Regions from separate parts of the Drosophila melanogaster genome. Here regions 1, 2 and 4 are each linked to region 3. A link is a contact called in public Hi-C and HiChIP or PLAC-seq data. All regions are on one chromosome and are shown on one strand. The core of a region is the stretch at or near the end of the contact, and the rest is flanking DNA. Distances in the headings are between cores, read along the strand shown. Region 1 holds the start of Lsd-2 (Lipid storage droplet-2). Region 2 holds the start of lncRNA:CR44619 (long non-coding RNA:CR44619). Region 3 holds the start of Pdcd4 (Programmed cell death 4). Region 4 holds the start of lncRNA:SMRG (Scutellar Macrochaetes Regulatory Gene).

Region 1 (3,251 bases), core at 612-3,111, 1.3 Mb after region 3:
AAGACACGATTTTTGCCTGAAAATATGAGTAGTTCACATTACGATGAAAAATACGGATTGGAAATTATATGTCTTAGTATAAGTTTAATTTAAAAGTTAACAGCCTGTTTAATTTAGAGATCTAGAACTTCTAGAATTTCTAGAATTGTGTAGTAATACCCCACACATGTGACACAAGTACGAAGAGCGCGCTTATCAGTTGCAACCGTAATAATAATAACAATAACAATAATAATAGTAATAATAAATATGTAGCATTTCTGGCTGATAAGCAACTGCGCAGTTCACGAACCCCAGGGCCCCTTGGACCCCTACATTCTATCTGTCTGGGGCCCGCCAGTTTAGACTTTGATAGTTCGTCACTCGTCAAACACATCATCCATTCCAATTCCAGTCCCAGCAACTGCAGCAACAACAACTGCGAAATATCACAAACAAGTCGAAAGTCCAACTAGAATTTTTGTTGTCGTTGCTGCTGACGGTGAGACCCCAAGAGCCCCTTAGCATAAGTGCTGCCCGCTTTAGTTAGTTTCCAGCCAAATCTAGCTTTATTCGACAGCGGTAATTGGTATTGTCTAGTAAATGCATTAAGTATTTGTTTTTTCAGGGATCTGTGCTTTTACGATCGGCAAACTTAGGCTGGGATCAATATTGAGAAGAAAACTAGTAACATTATTTTAGCTATAATTAAAGTGCAAGTTTAGCTTAACTTTTGGTCAGATCGAGCAGCACTGCCAGTGCCAGTGGCGTTGCCATTGGGTCTGCTTTGCTTTTCCTCTTGTCAAAACGAGCCCCCTTTTGTTGACGGCGCCTCTGCGGCTGCAGCCTACGTGCGGTGGCCTTTTTGCCGTCAGCCACCGCTCTCTCTCTCCTCACTCTATCTCTCTTGCGCTCTCTATTGCGTTGGCCAAGATTGTTTTATTATTATGTAAATTTTAAGCGAACTTTGAACGCAACGCGTCACGAGGGCAAAGTGCCGGCCTTTTTGCTTTTCTTATTGCTAGGTCATGGTTGTTGTTGCTGTGATTTCGATTATTGAACGACCGGCAATCAATTTATATCAATTGAGCTTAATTTCTGGCCAATTAAACGAAAAAAAAGTTGAACAAAAAAAAGTTGTTTCTGCCCTCTATGTGCGTTTCGAGTTCGAATTGCAACTCGAAATAAAATGGCGAAGCAAAGTCAAAAAAGCAACGGTTTCGGTTTCGATTACGGCTTCGAGTGCATATGGTCGCTGCAATTGTTGTTGCTATTTACCTCCTCCTTCACCGGTCGTTTATTCTCTATATGTGCCGTTAGGCGCGCCAAAGTAACGGGACTTGAGCGAGTTCAATGCACCCGGAGGAGGTCTTATTTTCATTTTCTTCTGTTTTCCTTTGCTGCACTTACCTTTTACTTTGCCATAGACATCCTGGGACTTGTCCCATGCCGCATTTACCACGGGCAATTTGATGATCCTCTCGAGGGACTCAAGGTGCGGCAGAAGGTCCTTGGCATCCTTGGGCTGGTCCACATCGTTCATCGCCGTTCCATTGCCAGTTGTTCCGTTCCCGGTGGCGTGTTTCTGCTCTGCACTGGCCATGATCAGTTTTCTTTGGTTCCTCTTGCGCTGCTTTCTGCTGCCCTTTTCACTTTTTCTTTCTGTCTTTCGCTATCAAGCTCTTCCGCTTGCCACCGCACTTTTCTTTTCGCCTCTTGCTTCTTTTCTTTCACGAACAAAAAAACAGCTTAACCTGCGAGTGAGTGTGTGAATGTAGGGTATGCGTGTGTCTGCGTTCTGGAAGCACTCTGTTTTATTTTATTCCTAGCACTTTTTGGCACGTCTGCTCACGTCTGCTCGTTGGGACTCTCTGACTGATTTGCGAGCTGCGCGGCTGGTTTATTATATGAGCGAGTGCCGCCGCCAGTGTTGCCAGCGCCGAGCAACAAAAAGCTATGAGCAACAGTGATGCCGCAGGTGGCAAGAAGTGGATGAGGAAATTTTAGTCAAATAGCTAAAAAGTACAGTTTTTACCAATAGAGCTTACTTTTTGTTCAAACCGCAGTGTGTTTTTTCCAAGATTTATGCCTAGTCAAGGGTCATGTGGCTATAATACACTTTGTATTATTAAAATTTAACCATGAGCTTTGACAAGCACGATTACTACAAAATATAATTATAATATTAAAATCTTCGAACTTGTGTACTTAACCATACACAAATTTGTTTATCAAAAATGTTGAGTAATAAATAATAATAATGTAATAAAATATCGCAGACAGTGAAAAAACAGTGCTAAACAAATAAAAAGGTTAAAATAACCAAATAATATAAATGAGCTTAGGAACATTTCTTTGCAACATATATCTTGAAAATAGCTAGATCGTTTGCTGCTGTAAGATAGCTTCGCTGCGAAGAGAGCAGAGCGCCAAAGCAGTATCAGCGAGAGTTTGAGATTAGGACTCTCTTTGAGGACCCCATATACAGTTTGTCAAGAAACTGTTTACATACTGTGAAATAAGTTGAATTTTTGACTTTAAAGCTAAAATTAAAGGTTTTTTGCTTAATTAAACGCAATTTTTTTTATAAAATTTAATTAAACAATATTTATTTTACTTATAAATCAAAAAACAAATATTAAAATATTAAATATACAAGAAAATAAACAACATAATCCAAGTTTACACACCTTTGAGACTGTCAAGAAACTCTTTACACATTTTGTTTTCCTACTTTGTTTTGTTCTTTTTCTTAGAACGAACTCGATTTTTCCGTTATTTTTGGCTTTGCATTGCTTTTTACAACGCTTCTAATGAAATTTGTTTGACTTTGCTTGAAGCGAATTATTATTTTATATTTAATTAAATTATATTTAATTTATTTTTTGATTTATAAGTAAAATAAATACTGTTTAATTTTATTTTATACAAAAATTGCGTTTAATTAAGCAAAAAACACTTAATTTTTAGCTTTAAAGTCAAAAATTCAACTTATTTCACAGTGTGTAAACAGTTTCTTGACAAACTGTAATTATAATATGAATAAATGTACTATAGTTTTTGAACAGTACACTTAAATTGTTATGATGAATTATTATAGTACAAACGCTTTGTTTGAAATAAGTACAATTGTGTACTATATCTGTTTTAAATGAAACTTAAAATAGTTTTGAAACAATTTTCATTATCTTTATTTTCGAGGTAAAACATAATTAGAAAATCAGGTGAAAGAATGTACCATTATCAAATTATAAACAATTCTTCTATCATGA
Region 2 (2,966 bases), core at 392-2,891, 1.0 Mb before region 3:
GAGCGCTGAACCTGACAGATTGACAGTCAGTCGCTCTGCTCGCTCTACACTGCCGGCGTCGACGTCGACTGCGCAACGACACCTGTGGCTATGCGAAAAAGTCGACGAAAAATGTGGAAAAATAAATGAAATAAAATAAAACAACCCTCGTCTGAGATTTTGCTGCCAATTTTTCGCAGGCCTATGCAGTAATTTACCCTCTCTCTCTCACTCTCATTCTCCGTCCTGCTCTTTCTTTTCGCTTGCTCGAAAAAAGGTGTGACGTAGAAACCAAAAAACACGCAACCAAAACAAAGTAAAAATAAAAGAAGTGGCAAGAAAAAAGCTTGGAAACAGCAGCTGAAAGTGTAACTAACATACACACATGAAATTATATACCAATAAACACACATAGTCACAGGCACACAGGTACGGGTACGCAAAAAAGGAAACCTAAGTAAAAAAAATTAAATGGAAATTTCTGATATAAAACACACACACACTCGCACTCACACAGCGAAGCCGAGTGAAGTTTGGCAACGCGGCGCCGCAAACGCGCAGTCGCCAGAGAGCGACGCCGGCAGACACAAAAACAAACAGTAAGCAATGTCGCACGCGTGAGTGAGACGGTCAGATGACGAGTGAGGTGGTTAAGTGAGAGAGCCAGTGCGTCAGAGAGTGTCCAGTGTTGTTTTTGCGCAGCCCCGCACGGCAACAGTGCACAGTGGGACAACTCGCGCATCAATTAATATTATTACTGTGACCCACCATCTATTTTCTATTCATTTAAGTCTATGGTATTTCAAGACAATACTCAGGTTATTTATAAATACACGCATGTATTTCATTAATATCATCATTAAAAATTAATATTAAAATGAATTACTGTAGATGCCGCTTGAGCGAAATTAATGTATATAAAATGTGCTCACAATTATTAATTATATAATAAATATATTGGTAAGCTACATCTTGATTAAGTTAAACACTGTTCCACTGTGCTACAGTAACTGGTTCACAAAAAGTGTGAGCAGAGAACAAGAGCGGTTTGCAAAAAAGCAGGTACCCCTGTGACCAATTTGAAGAGTTCTTGAAATGAAATTTTGAAATATAAATTTTGATATATGCCAATCCCTTACATGTTTCTGTTAAAAATTTTGTGTTTAGCTCTTTTTCTCACTTGTGTAACAATATTTTAATTTCATAAACATTCATGGAAAATCAAATTAAAATGCTTATATTTGCTAGGTATTCAGCAAATTTCATTTACCAATAATCACATGGCTTGCCAAAATTCGCCACTGGGCTTCAGCTTACCGCTTGGTTGCTTCTTCTTCTTGCACGCTTTTCTCTTCTTCTTCTTCACGTCCCACGCCATCTCAAGATCTCTTCCTCTTCGCGTTGGTACACAAAAAAACACAATTTTTTTCGCTACAATTTGACACACAAAGCAGCTGTCTGCATAAGACCGCTCACACACACATTGCACATATATTCATTGCATACATACATACATATAGTCATATTATATATCTCACGCTGTGTTGCCATAGATACAAACAGACTCACGTAATTTATATATGTGCATATATATACATTTGTATGACTGTGCGGAAGGGAGAGGTGGATATGGTGAGAAGGAGAGGGCTATTTGTTATCTACTGCGCATTGTCTTGACGTTGTTTGCGTAGTTGTCTGTATGTTTGCATATATGTATGTTTGTATATTTTTGAATGCGAAGATGAAGCAGAAGTGGAAGAGCAAGAAGAAGCACAACAGCATGCCAAATAACTAGCGCAGACGTAAAAGGGGCAAGAGAGAGCGAGAGAGGGAGAGCTCACCAGTTAACATGACACGACCAACGTCAACAACAACAACGACAGCAACAACAAGTCAACAGAACAAACCGGCACATTCAACTTAAGCACACACACACACGAAGAGGAATAAGATGATGATGATGAAGAGGGACAAGCGACTGAGACGCCAGTCTGATGCGTGCAAAAGAGAGGGCAACATGCGAAACGAAAAACCAAACGAAAGCGTACAAATAAATAAAGCAGAAGGCACACCGAAAGAAAAATGTCTTGTAATTAAAATGAACTGAAGTAGCCCATGAAACTAACAGTTACATTTTAAACATGATTATCGAAATTTGAAGAAAATACAAAAAAATATCGCACATCCCTGAACAGTGCACAATAATAATTTCGTATAGCAATAGCTAACTTTTTGTCACAGTGCAGCTGGGTTGCCAGCAAGGGTCTGAAATAAGAATAACAAGAATAATAATATGAAAGGCGAAATAAAATGAAAGCATACGCAGCGTGGACTGCGAAATTCTTAGGGGTTTGGGTTTCCTTTTGGGCTTGGTTTCTGCGCTTGGAATGGTAAATGGTATGGGGCGAGGAGGGCGGTGCTTATGGCGTAGAATTCTGGCGTAACCCGAAGCTGGACATGCAAAAAAAATTCGGAGACTTGTGGCAAACAAACTTGCCGGCTTGTGTGTGTGTGTGTGTGTGTGGATGGAGGGGTCGAAATTCTTGTAGTGTTTATAAGGTAGCTGGGTCAATCAACGTGATGGTTTGGGGGAGGGGTTGGAGCTAGAGGGGGTTAACGTCTCATAATCCGCTTAAGATTCAGCGAACATCAGCGGGGTGCACCACGTGCTAAAAGATTTTTTTTATTTCCTTTACCTGCCAGCTATTACCCTGCACGCTGTGAATCTGGATAACATCTCATGGGCATCCAATATATCCCCCCCTCCCATCAATACCCTTCATCTTCTATTTTAGGTTCGTAACCACAAGGGAGTGTCAAAATAACGTGAGTGATTTAGGTAGGGCATGTTTCTTGTTTCACTTTTAAACTTTAAGTAAGCTGAATGGACATATTCAATTCAATTAAGACGTAACCAAATATGTACATATTTTATAATTTCTGGAATAATAACAGTATAAAACAATGCGGAGACAGAGATTCCAACG
Region 3 (2,984 bases), core at 468-2,967:
TTTTTTCGAATCTCTTTTCCACCTTCGCGCTTTTTATTGATGCGTGTCCGAAATTATTTTTTAACCCCGAAATCAGGAAAAGGTTGAGTTTGTAAGAAGTGGAGAGAGAGATAAAGAGGAGCGATGGAAAAGAGCATAAAAATAAAGTGACGCTGTCGAAATTGCGTCGCAAACATTTCGCAAAAAATAAAATACATAAGCAATGTCCAATAAAAAGAACAAGAAAAAGAAGCAGAGACGTTCTCACCATTGAATGCTGTTGTTTGTTTTTTTTAACAGAAGAGATCGAACTATTAGGCGCACATGAATTGCATAAATAGATATAAAAGAAATTAAAAACCAATTTGTGTCACCCACTCTTTTTGAAACTACAGAATAAATTTGATGGTTTTGTTATGCCTTTTATAAACTGAGAACTGTATTTGTTTGGCATCCAGTAACCAGAAAAATTGAAATTTTTTTGTATTTTGCCTGGAATTGTTTGCAAAATTCCCCGTCCAGAACCCTTCTAATAACACATCTCGGGTTTGGAGTCATATTATACTTTAGGTCATATTGCATTTGCATCTGATTTTGTTAAATACTTAAATAATCGTTAATTATGCAGAGTGAATTGTACCACCACTGTGAGCCAGCAATTCTGGTAGATAATATGGGAAAACAAAATCGGATGACATGGAAACATTGGACGGGGCGCCGAATGCAAATAAACCTCGAGACAACGAAAATAAAATCAAAAAGCCTAAGGAACAAGTTTGGCAGGCAGAAAAAAAAACAAACAAATTCACCCCCCATCCAATGTGGGCAGCTGTTTTTTTTTTCGGTTTCGGCTTTCCTCGTTTCAGTTTTTCTCGAATTTTCGGGTGCGTGCGTGTGTGCCGGTTGATTTTATCACGTAGACCAACGTTTTCCAATTGGAGCAAATAACGCGCATCAACAAATTCTTAAATTTCACCTATTTTTATTGAAATCATCTAATATGGCATAATTTTGTGACCGCGACTGTAATTTCGTTTTTGCTTTTATATTCGCATTCGCCGGCAGTTTTTTTCGCTTGCTTCTTTGAATTGGTCTTCGTCAAGATCGATGTTGTTGTTGCTGCTGCTGCTGTTTCTGCGTTTTTTTTTATTTTGCCACTTACCTAAGTGCTTTTTGTTTTGTCTCTCCGGCTGTTTCGCTCGCTCTCTCTACTTCTGTCTTTGATGCTGCTGCTGCAACAAGAACAAAAACTAACGACACGACTGCAACGACGTTGGCCCACTGCAGTTGACGTTGACGGCGGCTGCGCTGCTTTTATACGATGAGGAGCCTGTTTAATAGTTGTTGCTTTTCTTCGTGGGCTCCTTTATTTTTTCCCTGCCTCTCTTTCTCTTCTTATATGCGTGCGGGGGAGAGGGGTTGGCAAGGCAAATGGCAAAAAATGCACTCAAATATCTTGTGTCTCACAGAAAAAAAATACACAAGTGTGTGAGTGTTTACTAAAAGGCTCCTTCACACGCGCATACACACACTCGCACACCCACAACTATTCAGTTGCGTGTGCTGTTTTTTATGCCTTATTCACCTTCGCTTTTGTTGTTTTTGCCGCTTAACGATGTGAACTTTTGATTTCTTTTTCAGTAGGATTGGAACAAAAAGGATTGAAGAACCGCAGAATAAGGAACCAATAACGCACACTGTTGTTCACGCCGTGAAAACTCAACTCGACTGAACCAGAGAGCGACGAGACGTGGGTTTTTATACTTTTTCGGCGAGACCGTGCTGCCAGACTGTTCGATTCTGGTAAGGTGGTGGGTTATAAAAGCGCACTTGGCGAAGCTTCCCCTTAAAACGGGGAAGTTTATTAAAAAGTTTGCAAATATATGTAAATACAAATTCAATCCTATGTAGTAAGCCTGCCTATGAGGAAAACTAAGATAAACGAAACTTATTGAATTTTGATGGCTTCTGGGAATGGTCCAACAGAGTGGCATCTCAGAGAAGTAGTTTTTAAAAGAAAAAGGAAAGAAATGCATACAAGCAAACATATGCATATTTAGTAAAAACAATGAAACATTACTTTATTTACACACTCACTGGATGTATATATATACTCGCCCAATGATCTTACCTTTTTATCAAGATTTAAAAACATTCAATTCAGTAAAATCTTATTTTCCAGGAATTTTTGAACAGGGCGGGCAGCTACATAACCCAAATTGCAGCACATTTCCAATTGGCGGCAGAAAGCGATGCAAAAGAAAACGAAGTAAATATTGAACAGGAATTGCTGTACATTTCCAAGTGGCGGCAGAAAGCAAAAAAAAAAAACAAAATTGCCGCCAATTGTGGCTCTCTTATTTGTAATTTTAATTACCATATGAATATTTATGAAATTATATGTTGAAGATTCCTTGAATTAACTCTTATTAATTTTTAATTTGAATACATTTTTAAATAAACGCTGATCTATGCTAACATAAAACGCTCCTTTTTCGAAATGTATGAAATATGTTTATTTGTATGTATGTTGTATATGTATATGTATGTATTCATATGATGTATGTAAGTAAGTAAGTATGTTCATAGATTAAGGAAAAGTATTCAAATCCATTAATCGCTTGCGTTCCTTTTCGCGGAATGCCCGGCGAGAGGAGCGCGTAGCTCCGTGCAGACGACGAATGATAGGGTTCTTCTCACAGTGGATATTCGGATCATATGTCGAAACCGGCGGGTCGGCATCCCAGTCCTTGGCATCACTTTCCTTGGCATCACAGTCCTTGGCATCTTCTTTTGCGTCGCTGTGGCTCTCCTCGCGTAAGTAGCTCGGGCACTTGATGATATGTTCCTGCAAATGGGATAAACAATTGAATTTAATATTTGCTTACATACATATAATATATATTCATAACCTACATATATATCGGCAATAGGGTACATATGGGTTCTGTTATATGGACAGCGAGCTAATTCGTCCGATGGAAATTTCTTGGCACAAAGCGGCA
Region 4 (3,409 bases), core at 98-2,597, 1.1 Mb before region 3:
ACAAAATCTCAGTAACGACCAAACCATGGAAACTGAAAACAAAACTACTCTCGCAGTCCAATTTGAAACGCAAATATGCCAAGGCAAATGGATTTCCGGTGGCGTAACTTCGTTGCAGAATAAGTGTATATCAAGTATACGCCAAACACAGACACCCCTTAATTATGAACCGATCCTTGATATCAATTCTCTCATTGCTGTGACAGTCAAACGTAATCGTTATACAATAATCGTTATATGAGAAGGACCGAATTACGGACTACTACGGGACAATTAGTTAGATAGATACGTAAATGACAAACAAACAATCCAAGCAAACGATGATCTTAAACTATAACTAAATACTAAAAACTAAAAACTAACAAAAAGAAAACAAAAAAAAAAAAACATAGCTAGCATGAATGCTATAGCTAAACAAAACATTCTTATGAACTGGACAAGATACAAAGACGGAGATAACGAAAAGGACTATTTGGGAATCTTCAGCGAATGTTGCTCAAATCAAATCAACAAACCCCACGGCCAACGACGAATGTGAAAATCGTTCCTGCATTTATAGAAACTACTGCAGTGCATCCATTAGTAAAACCCATGCACACGCACACCTGTCGCTTTTGTTCAATACTTATACGGCACACACTTTGGATAGGTCTCATGTAAAAATTGATTACCGGCTGCTTGTATATATATATATAGATATGTATATATATATATATATATATATATGCATATTTGGCCACCACCTGTGTATATATAACTTTTGATGTGGATAAATAGAGAGCGAGATAGAGAGTTGGTCCGATGTCTTCCAATCCAAGCCAAGCCAAGCCAATTAATCAATCAATCAATCAATCGATCCAATTCATATGAGAACGATAGACGGACAGAAAGAAAGCTACGAAAATTCTTTAATTTATTATTTTTGCTAAAAAATTATGTAATAGAAAACGTTATGTACATACGAGAGTTAATATTTTGATAAAGATAATAAATTATAATTACCAATTACTCTATGATTACGTTTAAATGATGATCTTGAATGATATGAATATTATTGATGATATACCTCTGCAAATCGTGCAACTAATCACAACAACAAAAACAACAACCAACGAGCAACCAACAATTTTTCATTTTGAGAGGACATTTTTAATGGAATTTTGTCATTGATTTGATATATATATTTTTTGTTTGAATGACTACGATTTTTTTTGTACTCTTTAAAATCGATCTATGAAATGGAAATGCTGATTTTTAAACACCATAATTTATTTTCACATCTATTTACATAAAACATACCAGATATATTTTATATGCAATTAATGTTAATAATTTATGAAAACAACACATGCGACACACTCAGACACACACACACATACACACACACACACACACACATATTTTGACCATTGATAATTTTATGTTTTTTATATGGTATATGCGACAGATCATTTTGTTTATTATATATTATTTTTATTTAATTTATTTTACAACTTCTTCTTGATTTCTTCTATTTTTGGGTGCAGTTATATAATTTTAGTGTTATGAGAGAGCCTTTATTTATATAAAACTTATATAAAACCATATTATAATTATGCTTACGTCGATGATAATGAAGTAAATGCATATGTAATAAAAAAACGGAAAAAGGAAAGGAAAAACCTTAACAAAAAAAAGCTTATTTAAAATATTTATGTAGGGAAAACCATACGAATGTCGATCTTTGTATGCGTCGGTAAAATTGAAAGAAAAAGCGATTTATAAAAGGCCGGAAAGCGAAAAAAAAACAAAAAGCAATCTGAGTACAGTGTTAGAAATTTAAATACTAAACTAAACTGAGCAAACAAAATAGAAACTTAATACAAATATTTAAATTATTTTGTACACATTTTCTGACCTATTGAAATTTATATGTATAAATATGTAAACTGTAATCCGTATACAGCGACCTTTTTTTTTTTTGTGCAAATAATTTATATTGAAACAATTGCTGAAATGCAATTCAAATCAAACTAAATCAAATATATAATTACTCCTATTTATTATTATCTCTTTCACTAGGCGTATTTAAGTTACATTACGACCAACAGCAGCAAAAATTTTAAGCATGACTTAAAGCACAAAAAAAATACAAAAAACAAACAAACAAACGGCCGGTGAAAGAGCAAATTCCAAGTGTGTTTATCAATTTGTGTGCACCACAAACGAGGGGGGTAAATAATTCTCAAAGTGCCTTATCGTTAATATTATGTATAAATTAAATACACACAAACACAAATTATGTATAGTCTTGTGGAAATGGAAAAGGAAACGCAGAGACGGAGTGCAAAAGGCATATTAATTATTTATTATTATATTAAAGTCTATTTTATTATACTTTCGGCTTACTTTGATTTTTACTTCCCATCGCAAAAAAACCCATTGTTTTCGTACTCCAATACGTATTGCAATCGAAATTGAACCGATTGGAATGTTATGGCAGCGTGCAAAAGTTTACTGTAATACCTATATTTAACATACTTATATATAATATTTTGTTTTTTTGCTCTAATTAATTTTTTAAAAAGCCTAACTTAGACCTGAGCTTTGGTTATCATCATGATGATTATTCTTATATTTTTTTTTTTAACGCGTTCTTCCCTTTGTACAACAAACAAAGAAAAGCAAAACACAACTAAATTAAATCCGTGCCCCACACATGAAGCAAACGTGGCCTTATCGGAATGAAACCCTACTCTTAACTCTTATCCAAGTCGTCTTCCTTCTAAGAAAATCATTAAGTAAACTAAACTGAAATGTGGTTGGTACTCTTGAACGATCGATAAACAGAGGAAAACAAGAAATGTAATGCCAGTTGAATTATACACTATTTATATATATATATTTTGTTCGTTATTTATATAACCATATACCATAATATTTTTCATTGATATCCGCCTTGGCAACAACAAATGCAAAATCAAAAGGAAACATATACAAAACAAAACAAAAAAAAAAATAAATTAAAAAAACAACGAAAAAGACAAAACAACTAATAAATGAACACAATCTGTACATGAATTTTGTTAATGCTGAAACATGCCTATTTATGCTTCCATTGCAACACTTTTGTGCGTATTTTTATATAGTAAATTAAAATGAATACAATTTAGTTTATGGAAAATTTTAAGTTAAATAGCTTTAAAACAACAAGCGTTACAAAATAAATGAAAAATAAAAACAAACTGCCCCTCTCGTTTTCATTTCAATTATAATATTTATTTCGCATACTAACAACGTTCCGATAACAGAGGTTATCACTAATCTCACTCCTATCCGCTGACGTTGGCTCTGCTCGGTTTTTTTGGTTACGTTGGGTTTGCTGGTCCCGGCATCAAGAAAAAGCTTTCCCAGTTGTGCTACTTTGATT

The links. A called contact is a pair of places that touch in the nucleus more often than the background predicts. HiChIP or PLAC-seq counts read pairs in DNA pulled down with a chosen protein or histone mark.
Region 1: a POLR2A S2P HiChIP or PLAC-seq map of the Kc167 cell line shows a contact between it and region 3, with 7 times the contacts expected there. The contact joins the promoter of Lsd-2 here to the promoter of Pdcd4 in region 3. A contact is called at or near these places in 2 of 107 Hi-C or Micro-C datasets (the Kc167 cell line and eye imaginal disc) and 2 of 6 datasets of contacts at active chromatin or transcription factors (both in the Kc167 cell line).
Region 2: a contact with region 3 is called in a Hi-C map of the Kc167 cell line, with 4 times the contacts expected there. The contact joins the promoter of lncRNA:CR44619 here to the promoter of Pdcd4 in region 3. A contact is called at or near these places in 7 of 107 Hi-C or Micro-C datasets (the Kc167 cell line, the ML-DmBG3-c2 cell line, the S2 cell line and 3 more).
Region 4: a Psq HiChIP or PLAC-seq map of the Kc167 cell line shows a contact between it and region 3, with 5 times the contacts expected there. The contact joins the promoter of lncRNA:SMRG here to the promoter of Pdcd4 in region 3. A contact is called at or near these places in 3 of 107 Hi-C or Micro-C datasets (the D17-c3 cell line and the Kc167 cell line) and 2 of 6 datasets of contacts at active chromatin or transcription factors (both in the Kc167 cell line).

The regions. Positions count from the first base shown.
Region 1 is chrX:15,074,359-15,077,609 of dm6, forward strand. It overlaps Lsd-2 (Lipid storage droplet-2), which reads right to left and starts at 1,862. Exons shown (of 6, transcript NM_001298333.1): 1 at 1,390-1,862; 2 at 1-16. The coding sequence starts at 1,582. It overlaps lncRNA:CR44662 (long non-coding RNA:CR44662), which reads right to left. Exons shown (of 1, transcript NR_123908.1): 1 at 3,140-3,251.
Region 2 is chrX:12,750,226-12,753,191 of dm6, forward strand. lncRNA:CR44619 (long non-coding RNA:CR44619) reads left to right here and starts at 1,642. Exons shown (of 2, transcript NR_182242.1): 1 at 1,642-2,191. lncRNA:Vinr (VSR interacting RNA) reads left to right here. Exons shown (of 1, transcript NR_182243.1): 1 at 1-2,125.
Region 3 is chrX:13,753,689-13,756,672 of dm6, forward strand. Pdcd4 (Programmed cell death 4) reads right to left here and starts at 1,718. Exons shown (of 4, transcript NM_001272604.1): 1 at 1,565-1,718. It overlaps CG32625, which reads right to left. Exons shown (of 2, transcript NM_167381.3): 1 at 2,896-2,984; 2 at 2,476-2,827. The coding sequence ends at 2,570. It also overlaps asRNA:CR43833.
Region 4 is chrX:12,679,340-12,682,748 of dm6, forward strand. It overlaps lncRNA:SMRG (Scutellar Macrochaetes Regulatory Gene), which reads left to right and starts at 1,348. Exons shown (of 1, transcript NR_167813.1): 1 at 1,348-3,221. It overlaps Tis11 (Tis11 zinc finger protein), which reads left to right. Exons shown (of 4, transcript NM_001272561.2): 4 at 1-3,221.